Linked DNA regions of Mus musculus: all the other regions are linked to region 1. The links are chromatin contacts, called in public promoter capture Hi-C maps. All regions are on one chromosome and are shown on one strand. Each heading gives the region's core, a stretch centred on a gene start, on an enhancer-like site or on the middle of the called end of the contact. The rest is flanking DNA. Distances are from core to core; before and after follow the strand shown. Region 1 holds the start of Atrx (ATRX, chromatin remodeler). Region 2 holds the start of Xist (inactive X specific transcripts). Region 3 holds the start of Brwd3 (bromodomain and WD repeat domain containing 3).

What was found. Promoter capture Hi-C pulls out the DNA fragments that hold promoters and counts their contacts. Capture Hi-C pulls out chosen DNA fragments and counts their contacts.
Region 2: a promoter capture Hi-C map of liver shows a contact between it and region 1, with 3 times the contacts expected there. The contact joins the promoter of Xist here to the promoter of Atrx in region 1. A contact is called at or near these places in 2 of 39 promoter capture datasets (hippocampal neurons and pre-B cells) and 2 of 9 other capture datasets (adipose tissue and liver).
Region 3: a contact with region 1 is called in a promoter capture Hi-C map of pre-B cells, with 7 times the contacts expected there. The contact joins the promoter of Brwd3 here to the promoter of Atrx in region 1. A contact is called at or near these places in 2 of 39 promoter capture datasets (erythroid cells and pre-B cells) and 2 of 9 other capture datasets (adipose tissue and liver).

What each region holds. Positions count from the first base shown.
Region 1 is chrX:105,927,523-105,932,367 of GRCm38.p6, reverse strand. It overlaps Atrx (ATRX, chromatin remodeler), which reads left to right and starts at 2,996. Exons shown (of 35, transcript NM_009530.2): 1 at 2,996-3,268. The coding sequence starts at 3,249.
Region 2 is chrX:103,481,285-103,485,965 of GRCm38.p6, reverse strand. Xist (inactive X specific transcripts) reads left to right here and starts at 2,733. Exons shown (of 8, transcript NR_001570.2): 1 at 2,733-4,681. It also overlaps Tsix and the pseudogene Gm14861.
Region 3 is chrX:108,831,819-108,836,860 of GRCm38.p6, reverse strand. It overlaps Brwd3 (bromodomain and WD repeat domain containing 3), which reads left to right and starts at 2,515. Exons shown (of 41, transcript NM_001081477.2): 1 at 2,515-2,762; 2 at 2,895-2,953; 3 at 3,155-3,184; 4 at 3,588-3,647. The coding sequence starts at 2,732. 2810403D21Rik (RIKEN cDNA 2810403D21 gene) reads right to left here and starts at 2,383. Exons shown (of 5, transcript NR_015493.2): 1 at 2,176-2,383; 2 at 506-595.

The DNA of each region.
Region 1 (4,845 bases), core at 1,747-4,246:
CCTCAAAGCCCACCTCCATAGTAACATACTTCCTCTTACAAGGCCACACCCACTCCAACAAGGCCATGCCTCCTAATAGTGCCAGTCCCTATGGGCTAAGTATTCAAACACATGAGTCTATGGGGACCATACCTATTCAAGTCACACACTGGGCTATAGAGTAAAATGATGTTTAAAACAAACAGACAAACAAAGACCCCTAACAATACAGAATGGAGGCAAATGCCAGTAATCCCAGTGCTCAGAGTCTCAGCCAGGAGTTCAAGACCATCCTTTTCATGCTGTGATAAAATGTTCTGACAAAAACAACTTAAGGAAGAAGGGTTTAATTGTCTCACAGTTCCAGGTTATACAGTTACACAAGGTGGCAGGAACTGGAAACAACTGGTTACATCACATCTACAGTCAGGCGTAGAGAGAAATGAACTCATACTTGCATGCTTAATGCTCAGCTCCATTTTTTCATTCTTACGCAGTTGAGAGTCCACAGCCTTGGGAAATGTGTTAACCACAGTGGGAAGGTCTCCCTACCTCAGTTAATACAATCAAGATAATTCCCTACAGTCATCCTTAGAGGTCCTTCTCCCAGGTCATTGTGTCAAAGTGGTGGCAATTAAAACTAAACTTCCAGCTACATAGTGAGTTTGAGGCCAGTCTGGGCTACACAAAACCTTGTCCCAAAAACAAAACAAACAAACAAAATTCATTCAGATTAAAATAATAGATGAATTACTATTTTTTCCATAGTTGTGTCTGTTAGATAGCAAGGATATTTGTTGTGATGAAATAGATCTTTCAGGTTAACTTCATTTCTCAAGGAGGAAGAACATGGCTTCTGTAAATTGTGTTTAAGTAATATTTAATATATTAAACACAAAAGAAGAACATTATTGAACAACAGAAGATTGATTTCCACAGTTGGTAGTGGATCTTGAACATTTAAAAATTATTTGAAATGTTGCAAGTTTCTGTTCATCAAAAATGTATGCTATCCAAGAGAACTCTTTAAAATTGTGATGATGTTGACGTATATAGCTCTCCATACTTGATGGCTTCTGGGTGTGGGAGATGGCATCTGGGGGACAGGCTCAGTTTTCTTTAAAGGGCTGGCCACTGGGAGTTTGACCAGGCTATGGATAACACAAATTGGTCTTGTTTTCTTCTCCTCCTCCTCTTTCTCCTCCTCTTTCTCCTCCTCCTTCTCCTTCTCCTCCTCCTTCTGTTTCTTCTTCTTCTCCTCCTTCTCCTCCTCCTCCTCTTCCTCCTTCTTTTCCTCCTCCTCCTCCTCCCTTCCTTCTTCCAGGGAGGGCAGACTTGAGAGGACTAGGAAGTGAGTGCGATGGGGTTTCACAATGTCAAATTCCAAATAATCAATAGAAGTACTGTGAAAAGACATAAAAAAATGTATATTAGAGGCTGAAGAGACTGCTTAGTGATTATGGGCACTTGCTGTTCCCAGCACCTACATTGGGTAGGTCATACCTGCTTGTAACTCCAGTGCCAGGGGTCCAACATTCTCTTCTGCAGTGTGAGGACTTGTGTACATATATACATCCAGGCTCTCTCAAACATACATACAACATTTAAAAACCAAATCTTTATATGTTAGTTAGCCAGGTGTGATGGCATATGCCTTTAGTCTAAGTTCTCAGGTGGCAAAGGCAGTTGGATTTCTGAGCTGAAAGCCAGCCTGATCTACAGAGCAAGTTCCAGGAGAGCCAGGGCTGCACAGAGAAACTCTGTCTCGGAAACAAACAAACAAACAAACAAACAAAAACCTAGTCTGATTGTTGGAATGCATTGTTTGAAAAGAGACTCTTCTCTTGTCATTCTAGTCCAAAACTGCAACCCTGACATCTAAGCATGACCAAAACTGTTGCATATTTCAGGAAAAATAAACAGAATGAACAAAATAAAGGGAATGAACATGTGTTCCAGAATAAATGTGGGCACAAAGTTGGAAACTTCAAATTTAGAAAACTTATTTGTGATTTGCAGAGATTATGAATGAAAAATGAAATGAGGGGGAAACGATTTGGATCAGTTGGTAAGTGAGATATACCCCCAATCATATCAGATTGAACTAATGGCTGACCTGTGTGTGACAATTTCAAGATTGTTCAATATCAAAAGAATTAGATGTCAATGTCCAGTTGATCATATATATATAAATACCTGTAAGTATCCTTAAGTATGATGGGGTACACCTGTCTTCTAAGCACTTTGGGAGGCTGCAAGGACAGTCCAAGTTTGAGGCCAGCCTCATATACATGTTGAGTTGCAGCCTAGTCAGGACTGTATAGCTAGAATTTTTCTCATTCTCTTTCCACAAAAGGTAAAAATTCACACGTGTAAGCGTTGGCAAGCTGAATATTATAATGAAATATATAGAAGAAAAATTAAGAATATTATAAAATAGGAAAGAAAATATTTATATTTTGGGTGGCTATGGAGATTAATGATTAAGAGTGTGCATGTGGGGGAGGGGTTAGGACATAGCTCAATGATAGAGTATTTGCCTAACATGCACAAAGCCTTGGGTTTAAAACAGCATAAGAATGTATGTCCACCCTCCCCGCAAGGATGGATGTTTGGCTGAATGTGGAACTTGTGCATTGGTATCCTCACCCATTAAAATGTTAGGTCTGCCTACTTTGGATGGTTCAAGCATGAGATTAAGATAAAGGATCTGTGTAGTGGTCGACATATAGTAAATTCTCAATAAACGTAAATGGGGTGTCATTGTTTCACCAATTATGTGGAAGTAGAGAGGTTGGACCAAGAGCGCATTTTCAGGATAATGTCAAGATACATCCCTGACACTTTGAGGTCAGCAGTAACTGAACTGGACCCCACTAAGAAGAGGTGGAGGGGATCAAATGACGTCGACCGCCTTAGCAACAGGCTCCCAAAGAAGGTGAATTTCCGTAGCCAATAAGACACTGAGCTCTGGCAGAGGTAGCCAATAGATGACGGAAAGAGGAAGAGGGAGGACGCGCCAATTCTCCTGCCCAAGCCTCGGCCCAACAAAATGGCGTCGGCATAGGCCTTGCTTTGTTTCCGTGGCTCTTGCAGCAGCAGCAGCAGCAGCAGCAGCAGCGGTAGCGGACTCTGAGCTGGGAGGACGATCCAGCACTATCTGCGGTGACTACTAAGATCCCAGTACTTTTCGTTCAGCCACTGGCGCCGAGGAGCGCAGAACGGTACCCAAGGGGTTGCCAAGCCAAGCGGCCGTCCGAGCCAAAAACATGACCGCTGAGCCCATGAGGTAAAACGCAAGCCCTTGTCACGGGCCCCGGCGTTCTGCTCCCGGGCGCCTTCCACTCGAGTGGGGTGTTTGCAAAGACGTGCGCTAGGTGCCCTAGGCCCGCGCGCGGCTTCGCGGTCAGCGGCATCGTTTTCCCTCTAGGTGAGCGGGGCTGGGGGAGCGCGGTGGGAAGCCCCAGCTGGGGCTTGGGGTGTGTGTGTGTGTGTGTCTATGTGTGTATGTGTGTGTCTGTCTGTCTGTCTGTGTGTGTGTCGGTCGGGGGCGGCATGCGGCGCGCGCGTTGCCTTTCCCGCCTCCCGCCGCTGCGGAGCCGGGAGCCCCTGCTCGGCTCACGCCTCCGTGCCCGCGGCGTCGAGGCCTGGGGGCGGGGGGTGTCGCGGGCCACCGAACGCTTGCGGTCAGTCTTTCGAATCTCGGGGCCTAGCGACTGCGTGGGGAAGGAGGGGGGAGGGGGGGGGAGAAGGTGGATGGGGGAGGGGGAGGGGCGGAGGATGGGGAGGGGGAGGGGCGGCGGGAGGAAGTGAGATCCTGGAACTAGCGAACCCCAATGGTCGCCTCCACTGGAAGTCCTCCAGCTCTCCGCGGCTCCGAGAGGAGAGCCGAGCATTGGAGGTAGGAGGGCCGGGCCCGGAAGGTACCTCTAGAAGGTGCCTTTTCGCCCCCCGACTCCAGATCCTGGAGGGTTATCTTGGGGACCCCTGGGCGGCTGAGACGGAGAGCGGGCAGCCCAATGCGGGCTTTTGCTTTCTGAGAACAGCGGCCGACGACTTTGCAGGAGAAGTCCGGTTTTTGACGGGACATCGGTTGTTGTTACCCCCTGCGGTTTGGGACACGTTCCGTGAAGTAGTTAGATCGTGCTTTTATTTATTTGTTCCACGAGGCATGTGGAGCGGGTTAACGGGGATTCACCAGAAGATTTATTGCAAAGGTAGAAGAGAGCCCAGGCCCGATGTTAGCGATCAAATACGTTTACGATTCAGGCTGTTTTTCCACGCGTTTCTGATTTGCTTTTTGATTGTTTGGAGTAGTTAATCTGAAATGGATTCCGCTTTTATGCAGATACCTTGCTTTTTTAGGCAGTTTGATATTTGACCTTTTATCCCAAGATTGAATTCGGTGATTTTTCTTCTCGAATGAGATGCAAGCTTGGTGAATAGTGGCAAAACGAAATTATAGGTAGCGTGGATCATAATTGCATCTGTAATTGGCAAAATGTGCCGTTGGGTGACTAGGACATCATGGCTTTGAGCACTTTAGATTGTAGAATTTGAGAACGAGCCTATCCGATTATTTTCTACCTTAGCAAACAGTGCATCGATGCTCTCTTTACTTAGGGAAAATATACTTCAGTTCTGTTTGTTTGTTTGTTTGTTTGTTTTTCGAGACAGGGTTTCTCTGTGTAGCCCTGGCTGTCCTGGAACTCACTCTGTAGACCAGGCTGGCCTCGAATTAAGAAATCCGCCTGCCTCTGCCTCCCAAGTGCTGGGATTAAAGGCGTGCGCCACCACGCCCGGCTTATACTTCAGTTCTTAAAATACAGGCACTTAGTTGTGTAAAGATCATTGTCTTCCTTTATG
Region 2 (4,681 bases), core at 1,484-3,983, 2.4 Mb after region 1:
GTGGCTATTTCTGATCATCCTTGTAACTCCCAAGGGCTGGGATTCACAGGCATAAGCTACTTACCATGTCACCTATTTTTAAAAACTATTTATGTGAATGTCATTAGAATTTTGCTGAGTATAGCGCTAAATCCATAGATGGGTTTTTGATGCAACTTAGACAATATTATGTTGATTCATGAACTTGGGAGTGTTTCTTCAACCATTTTATACCAGATCAACCCCTCTCCCAATATACGTTAGAATTGAAAAAAATATAGATTTCCTGGAGAGACTGGATGCCTGATCTACCTATAGTTGTGGCTCCAACTTTCTCTCTGTTCACAGAGCCAGTAGTGTCATTGAACATCCCTTCCTTTAAAAAAACAAACCATTTTTCATGATTTATTTTGATCATTTTTCCTTCCTCCAACTCTTCCCCACTCATCCAAATCCATATTCATTTTCTTAAAAACAAAACGAAAACTGCGCTGTTTTGTCTGGATGGTGTTTTCTTGGAGTCATTTACTGCAGTCTTTCTGACTCCTTATCTTCATAGATGCCTGAGCATTGAAAGAAAGGGCTTGATGAAGACATCTCATCTAGGACCAAGTGTTCTAAAGTCTCTTACTCTCTGCACATTGGAAGACCATTTCTTAACTCCCATTTCTGTTTCTTGCTGCTTTGTAGTGGGTCCTTGTTTCTTGACCCATTATCATCATCATCTTGTTCTTCCTTCTTCTCCTCTTTGAATTTGCATGGAGAATTCCTCAAGATTACTATTTTACCCCAGGTGCATTTTTAATCTTAATGTTAAGAATATGCAATGAGGCAGGCAGTGGTGGCACACACCTTTAATCCCAGCACTTGGGAGGTGGAGGCAGGTGGATTTCTAACTTCGAGGCCAGCCTGGTCTACAGAGTGAGTTCCAGGACATCTGGGGCTATACAGAGAAAACCTGCCTTGAAAAACAAAACAAACAAACAAACAAAGAATATGCAATAAATTACCTAGTTAAGTGTACAGGAATGGAGGTGTTTTTTAGAAAAATATTTATTTAATGTGAGTACACTGTCGGTCACTGTTCAGATACATCAGAAGAGGTTAGATATCGGATCCCACTACAGATGACTGTGAGCCACTACGAAGTTGTTGAGAATTGAACTCAGGCCCTCTGGAAGAGCAGTCAGCACTCCTAACCACTGAGCTATCTCTCCAGCCCAGGAACTGAGTTTTAGCACATATCCCTTCATGCTTTCTTGTGATAAGACTAAAAAGTGTCCCCGAAACCTGACATACCTTGATGTACACGGTGTGAGAAAGAATGATGAGGTTTGCAAGAATTGGGACTAAGTAAAACACAGAGACTAAATTTAACTCTTTAATTTGATGATTCTCTCTAGCATCCCCACAAAAATGATACACTGGCTTGCATAATCTGTGACCAGTACCTCGCAAGTTCTAAATTCTCTTTGTACAGCTCATTTAGAAGTTCTCGTTTATACAAAGCCATATCCATCGTGGAGCCAGGTGCTCTTAGCTGTGAAGAGCCCTTCCTTGGGTCTTTTTTCCCTAATATGTCCTATGTGACTTCTCACTGGTGATGCTTTTGGTGTGCTTGTTACTCTGATCCTGATCGCTCTGTCAACTAAAGTTAGACAAAGTAACCTTTACTTCTCAATTCAGATAGGAATCCTTTTGCACTCCAAGTTTGGCTTCAGATGCCTTGGAAAGATTCATGCTGCCACCTGCTGGTTTATTCAGTCTGTGTGCATCATTTATTTACTTGTTAATTTGTTTTTCTTTTGTTGAAACAGTTTATTTTGTAGCAGATATTTTTCCATCCCTACCTGAACCACCTCAATAGTAAGATTAGTGAATTGCTGGCACTTTGATCGTCCATAAGCAAACCAATTTTGTGTCCTTTATTATTCATGGGACGCCTAAAGGGAACTTAGAACAGACTGTGAATTATTTGTCAGCGTGAATCAACGAGACAACAATATCCTTTGATTTTCTAATACCCAGGGTGTCTGATCTCTTTCATGTGGATATTCATAGTTTGACAGTTAACAAAATTTGACAGTTCTTTTAAGTTAGCAGTGTCTCTGGGGCGAGTAAGATACCAATGAGCTATTATTCCCTCAGGCTTTGCTTTGGCATTTAGGAATTATTTTTCATTACTGCTAGCGAGTAACGTACTTCAGTGCGTTTTTGTCCCAAGGTATGGAGTCACCAGGTTCCCAGAGAAAGACTAAGATGCCAATGACCCAAAACTATGAGCGTAAGCCCACCAAATCGGTCACAACTAATACTCTGATAATTTAGGAACCAAGGAGCCATTTTGTGAGGCATTTCTACCCTTTCCTCTCCTCATCTGAGGTCGCCAACTAATGCAGAAGAACTTCTAGTGTCCAAGACGCGGAGCGATACATGGTTTGTCCAAGTAGAAGATATATTGAAATTTTGCATAGACAGGTGTGTGACCTAATGTACATTATTTAATGTTTATGTGGAAGTTCTACATAAACGTTTTTAGCTGTAAAATAGGATAATCCTTCATTATCGCGCAAAATAATGAAATTCACGCGTCATGTCACTGAGCTTACGTACCTCCATCTTTATTCATTTTAATTTTTTTATAATATAGTTAGACCTAAAGGTCCAATAAGATGTCAGAATTGCAATCTTTGTGGCCACTCCTCTTCTGGTCTCTCCGCCTTCAGCGCCGCGGATCAGTTAAAGGCGTGCAACGGCTTGCTCCAGCCATGTTTGCTCGTTTCCCGTGGATGTGCGGTTCTTCCGTGGTTTCTCTCCATCTAAGGAGCTTTGGGGGAACATTTTTAGTTCCCCTACCACCAAGCCTTATGGCTTATTTAAGAAAACATATCAAAATTCCACGAGATTTTTGACGTTTTGATATGTTCTGGTAAGATTTTTTTTTTGACATGTCCTCCATACTTTTTGATATTTGTAATATTTTCAGTCAATTTTTCATTTTTAAGGAATATTTCTTTGTTGTGCCTTTTGGTTGATACTTGTGTGTGTATGGTGGACTTACCTTTCTTTCATTGTTTATATATTCTTGCCCATCGGGGCCACGGATACCTGTGTGTCCTCCCCGCCATTCCATGCCCAACGGGGTTTTGGATACTTACCTGCCTTTTCATTCTTTTTTTTTCTTATTATTTTTTTTTCTAAACTTGCCCATCTGGGCTGTGGATACCTGCTTTTATTCTTTTTTTCTTCTCCTTAGCCCATCGGGGCCATGGATACCTGCTTTTTGTAAAAAAAAAAAAAAAAACAAAAAAACCTTTCTCGGTCCATCGGGACCTCGGATACCTGCGTTTAGTCTTTTTTTCCCATGCCCAACGGGGCCTCGGATACCTGCTGTTATTATTTTTTTTTCTTTTTCTTTTGCCCATCGGGGCTGTGGATACCTGCTTTAAATTTTTTTTTTCACGGCCCAACGGGGCGCTTGGTGGATGGAAATATGGTTTTGTGAGTTATTGCACTACCTGGAATATCTATGCCTCTTATTTGCGTGTACTGTTGCTGCTGATCGTTTGGTGCTGTGTGAGTGAACCTATGGCTTAGAAAAACGACTTTGCTCTTAAACTGAGTGGGTGTTCAGGGCGTGGAGAGCCCGCGTCCGCCATTATGGCTTCTGCGTGATACGGCTATTCTCGAGCCAGTTACGCCAAGAATTAGGACACCGAGGAGCACAGCGGACTGGATAAAAGCAACCAATTGCGCTGCGCTAGCTAAAGGCTTTCTTTATATGTGCGGGGTTGCGGGATTCGCCTTGATTTGTGGTAGCATTTGCGGGGTTGTGCTAGCCGGAAGTAGAAAGCCAAGGAGTGCTCGTATTAGTGTGCGGTGTTGCGCGGAAGCCGCAGAGGACTAGGGGATAGGGCTCAGCGTGGGTGTGGGGATTGGGCAGGGTGTGTGTGCATATGGACCCCTGGCGCGGTCCCCCGTGGCTTTAAGGGCTGCTCAGAAGTCTATAAAATGGCGGCTCGGGGGCTCCACCCGAGGCTCGACAGCCCAATCTTTGTTCTGGTGTGTAGCAATGGATTATAGGACATTTAGGTCGTACAGGAAAAGATGGCGGCTCAAGTTCTTGGTGCGGTATAACGCAAAGGGCTTTGTGTGTCACATGTCAGCTTCATGTCTGAGTTAGCCTGGAGAGGTGGCACATGCTCTTGAATGTGTCTAAGATGGCGGAAGTCATGTGACCTGCCCTCTAGTGGTTTCTTTCAGTGATTTTTTTTTTGGCGGGCTTTAGCTACTTGGCGGGCTTTGCCCGAGGGTACACTTGGTGCATTATGGTAGGGTGTGGTTGGTCCTACCTTGTGCCACTCGAAGCTGAGGCAAGGCTAAGTGGAAGTGTTGGTTGCCACTTGACGTAACTCGTCAGAAATGGGCACAAGTGTGAAAGTGTTGGTGTTTGCTTGACTTCCAGTTAGAAATGTGCATTATTGCTTGGTGGCCAGGATGGAATTAGACTGTGATGAGTCACTGTCCCATAAGGACGTGAGTTTCGCTTGGTACTTCACGTGTGTCTTTAGTCATCATTTTTTCGAAGTGCCTGCCCAGGTCGGGAGAGCGCATGCTTGCAATTCTAACACTGAAGTGTTGGATGATGTCGGATCCGATTCGAGAGACCGAGGCTGCGGGTTCTTGGTCGATGTAAATCATT
Region 3 (5,042 bases), core at 1,266-3,765, 2.9 Mb before region 1:
GTGGGAACACAGACATTTAAAAAACTTTCTTCTTACAAACTTAGTACAGAAAATTCCTGCTAGTTCATCACTTCCTTAATTATCATCTCCAAAATTTACCCTTAGTGACTGGTTTTGTGGAAATGGATTTGGGCTTTAAGTATTTTTCCTTGTGTCAGTTTGCTTTGTCAGTAGAGGATTCTAGAATCATTGGGTATTGTGCGCCTGAAACTAATGTCGTGCTCTTTCCAGTTCCCCTTATCTCTCAGGCCAGCTTTGAATTAGCTATGTATCCCAGTTTAGTTTTGAACTAAAGACACTTCTGCCTCAGCCACCCTAGTGTTGGGATTATAGGTAGATCAGACCACAGGAGGTTAATCTGCATTTTCTTTACTCCTAATCCCTTATCATTTCAAATTCCAGTTAACATAATTATTTACCTGGAGGCCAGGTGACTCTGCCCCTGCACATACACAATAAATGAATAAATACAAATAAAATTAATTCTGTACAAGTAATTTCTTACCTTAAATTTCCATAAATGTGTGGAGTTTTCTCTCTTAATTGCATCCAAATTTACAGTTTTAGTGATCGCTGGGATAATTATGTCACATGCCTTTTGAATACAACAGAGATATATTCTCACATGAGTTCTACAAAAAATGTGTGTTAGCAAACACAGTGAATATTATTTATTATCATTTACATATAAGAAAAACAATAGCATGTAAGTGCTTTGAAGTCATATAGCAGGTGGTTTTTTTGTTTTGTTTTGTTTTAGTTTTTGTTTTTTAGAGACAGGGTTTCTCTGTGTAGCTCTGGCTGTCCTGGAACTCACTCTGTAGACCAGGCTGGCCTTGAACTCAGAAATCTGCCTGCCTCTGCCTCCCTAGTGCTGGGATTAAAGGCGTGTGCCACCACACCTGGCTAGTAGTAATTTTTAATATTAGTATGGTAGAGAAAAATATAAACTGTCTCCTAGGTCACTGTTAAGGATTAAATGAGTTACAGCAGGCAAAATATGTAGTAATGACTTGGTAAAGGTTAGCTGTTAATTATATTATCTTGAACTATAAAAATTACTATTTCAGTAAGCACCTCACAATTTTGTCCTGAGGTTTTATATTTCTTTTATCTACTTCTTTCAGATACTGATTATACCAAAGATAACCATAGCATTTTACTCTTATGTTGTTATTAATTACTCAATAAAAGAAATTGGCAGAATGAATTGCTAAGGATATGTTAAGTTTATGAATTGAATTAAATTTAATTCTATGCCCAATGTGGTTTAATCACCGAGCTCCCTGAGTCTGAAAACCAAACTCCCACTATAGCCATACATTAATGTGAACCTTCAAATTTGAGTATTTCAAAGCAAATAATGTACACAATTCAAATAGTACTTGTTTTCCCATCATGTTTTGTTTCTATGAATTCTGTTCAAAGTAACATCCTGAGAACGGGATGCTAAGAGAAATTGGGGAAGTGAACCAGTTTCCTCAAACTGTCAATTATTATACAAATCCTTTGATCAAATCAGCGCTGTGCTAAGAGTTAAAGTTATACATGAAAACAATTGTAGTCTCAAGGTAGTGGAAAAAAGACTTTTTGTCAACCGGAGTGGCGACACATGCCTGCCACATGAGCACTAGGGAAGCTGAGGCAGGAAGATTGACATGGAATTCCAGGGGAGCCTTGGATAGATACATAGTGACAGCAAGTCAGAGAATATCACTTCAAAGACAAACCAAACCAAACTATCATTTCTATCCAAATTTCAATGAATAGTTAAGAACTTTAAAAACGTTTTGGCAGAATTTCAAAACAGCGTTCCAACTTATCCTACAGGAATTGAGAAGAAAGAGCTTGTTGACCTTTTCAGAAGGGGGAAACGGCCTCCTCCTTAAAGTGTAAACTTCGCGCGCAATGTTTATCAGAATCAAGGGGAGACTTGATACTACTACAAGAAGTTTTCTAGAAGAATATTATTCCCTTGCTCATCAGGTAGGCGCAGCACTTTCTTTTGGCATGCTGTTCCTTGTTTGAAAACAAAACCTTGCAGTAGCTAGCGACTTTTTCTTGGGGTAGAGAAAGAACAAACAAACCAAATCCGTTCGGTGACCCAAGGTAAGCTAGATCATGTCAGTCCCTCGCCAGTTTCTCTTGATCATGTCTGGAGAGAGGTTCCCTCACCGGAAAGGGTCCGATTGCCCTTACAGGAAGGGTAAGCAACTCCGGAGCTCTAGGACGCCAACGCCACCACAGAGTTTGACGAAGATTGCCAGAGCGTCTGCCTGCATTTAGAACCTCTTCCTTGTTCTCTGGGCAGTAACTAGGCAACCCCAGGCCGGCTTAGCTGCTGGAACTAGGCGGCCGCCTTAGTGCCTCTGGCGGCCAGCCTGGAGCTTTGCAAGCGGCTCCCTTCCCTTTTCCCCCCTCCTTCTTTCTATGGCTCCACCCCTTTCCCCCCGCCCACCCCTCTCCCCCCGCCCACCCCTCGGCGACTTCAGCTCCTCCCTCTCCTTCTCTCTTGCTCTCCTTCCTCCTCCGCCTCCTCAGCTCTTGGGCTAGAATATCTATGGGTCGAAACGTGATGCGATGAATCCGAGAGAGACCGAAACTGGGACGAAGAGTGCGGCGGAAGCGGCGGGACTCCCAAGCATGGGGGCTTCACCACAATAGAGGCAGCGCCCCCACCCGCCCCCGCCAGCCCTCCTGAGCGAAGCCCCCAAACCCCCTCGGGAAAAGGATGGCGGCGGCACCTACCCAGATCGAAGCCGGTGGGTAGCTGAGCCGGGGGCAAAAGGGATGGGGGCTTTGCGCGACTGCTGTCAGATTTTTTTTAAAAAGCTTGTATCTCTTTTCCTTGCCTCTCTCTCAACGTCTCCCCCCACCCCCAACCCCTTCTTTAGAGCTGTATTACCTGATCGCAAGGTTCTTGCAGTCCGGACCCTGTAACAAATCCGCTCAGGTGAGAGGGAAAGGATATCTGGGAGTGTTGGGGAATGGTCCCATTGGGGAAATTGAGGCACTGGGTGAGCAGTGCAGTTGGAGGGTGAGGGAAAGGCCGGCCGCGATTACTCCTACAGTCAGCGGCTGTGTTGGAAGTGGGGAGGGAGGAATGGGTTGGCGCCCCAATCTGCTTTCACATCCCTGTGTCCCTCTTCCCCAGGTGCTAGTGCAAGAGCTCGAAGAGCATCAGGTATGGACCCCTTTTGGGAAGAGGTGGGGAGGGCTGGGGAGAACCTGGAGGAAGGGTAAGGTAGGTCAGGGGCCGAGGGCAGGGGCCCGGAGGGAGCCTTCGAGCTGGACACTTGGGGCTGTTGTCACTTGGGGTAAATCGGGTTCTTTGCTTAGAAGGGGCGGACAACGCAGGGGTCTAAACTCGCTGCCTTTTATTCCTGCGGGAGGTGTTTTTTCAGGATTTCCTTCCCTTTGGCCTGCCCCCCCCCACCCCCAACCCCCGGCACAGCGGCAGTAGCTGTCGGGACTGGAGAAATGAAAATGTTAAAGGGTCTAGGATTAGGCTCCAGGCTGGGTGCTGCTGCTGGGGAGCAGAGGCTTTTCCTTCACCCCCCCCCCTTTTCTTTTCCTCCGGCCCCCAGCTGATTCCGCGCCGCTTAGACTGGGAAGGGAAAGAGCACCGAAGAAGCTTCGAGGATCTGGTTAGTAAACTTTTCGTTTCAACTTAGCCCAACTCTTTTTCCACTCCCTCCCCACCTTGTGCCCCCAACCGCCCCTGGCCCTTCAGCCCTTAGAGCTCCCCGAGCCTGCTGTTCGGTGTTCGAAGGACTGCCCCTTCCCCCTCCCAGCGTGTCGGAAAGGGTACCTTGCCCTGCTCTAGCCTTGCTTATTTTCACCCCAAAACTTTGAAGAATGTGAGTTGGTTTTCAGAGGTGCTGTGTTGTGCTTTAGGACTGTGTTACAAACAGCGGAGAAGGCCCATTGTAGGGGGATAAGGGACAGAAACCAGGGGGTTATCTTGGGGCACGTACCAAGGACTGACGCTGGCCAATGACAGCGTTGGTAACAGCCCGGAGTTCCGGATTAGTGGAAGAAAACTGGTTTCTGGTTGGTCCTGGCTTGAAATACGGGAACTGAGGCCAGGCTTGGGTGTTTTTTTTTTTTTCTAGCTCTCTCTCTCTCTCTCTCTCTCTCTCTCTCTCTCTCTCTCTCTCTTTCTCCTTTTTCTTTCTTTCTTTTTTTTTCTTTTTAGAGTGGAGGGGAGAAGGAATTCAGAAGGGGAACTGACTCATAAGTGAGAAAAACTACATAAATAAAAATACTGAGGACTACTGAGTGAATTCCAAGATTGTTCATCTTTAGATAATGGGTTACTGAATAAAAACATTGTTATATATTTCTAATCTTAAAAAATAGCTAATTAATTCATCAGTAAACTGCATTTGTGCAAATATGTTTTCACTAAAGAAGAAATATGTATTATGACCTTTTTGGGAATAGGTGAACAGGATTTTGGGATTAGGAGACAATGGACATTTTTAAAAAAGAGAATATACTTTAGTTAAGTCTTGAATTGACTCTTGTTTTTTCCATAAATATAATTTGCAATGTAAGTGCACTTTCTGCTCTGCACTGAGACAAAAAGATGATCTTTTATATGTGGGGAAAGAGATTCTACTCTTAGCTACAGAGTTGTATGATGAAAGGAGTGATAATAAAACCTAAATTGAACTCTCTTTCCTCCAAATAAGATCCAAATGAGGAAAAGCATACAAAGTGGACACAAAGTTGGAAGAGTAGTAGACTAAGGCAGACTAAATAAAAAGAAAATAATTGAAAGTTTGCTTGTCAGTAGAAAACAGTTAAATTGCTGTGATGTTAATTTTGAAAACTTTGAGTATTATAAGAGTGAAGCCACATTATTACAGAAGCTACTGAGTTTTCCCTAATATCTTGCAAATCCAAAAATGGTTTAATTGTAATAAGAGTGAATGCCACCACCAGTATTATTAATGGTAATAATTTCTCAGATGGGTACAAATTATTTTTGAATACCTGTTACTACTTTTAATTTTCAGCCTGAAGTTTTGTTTTTC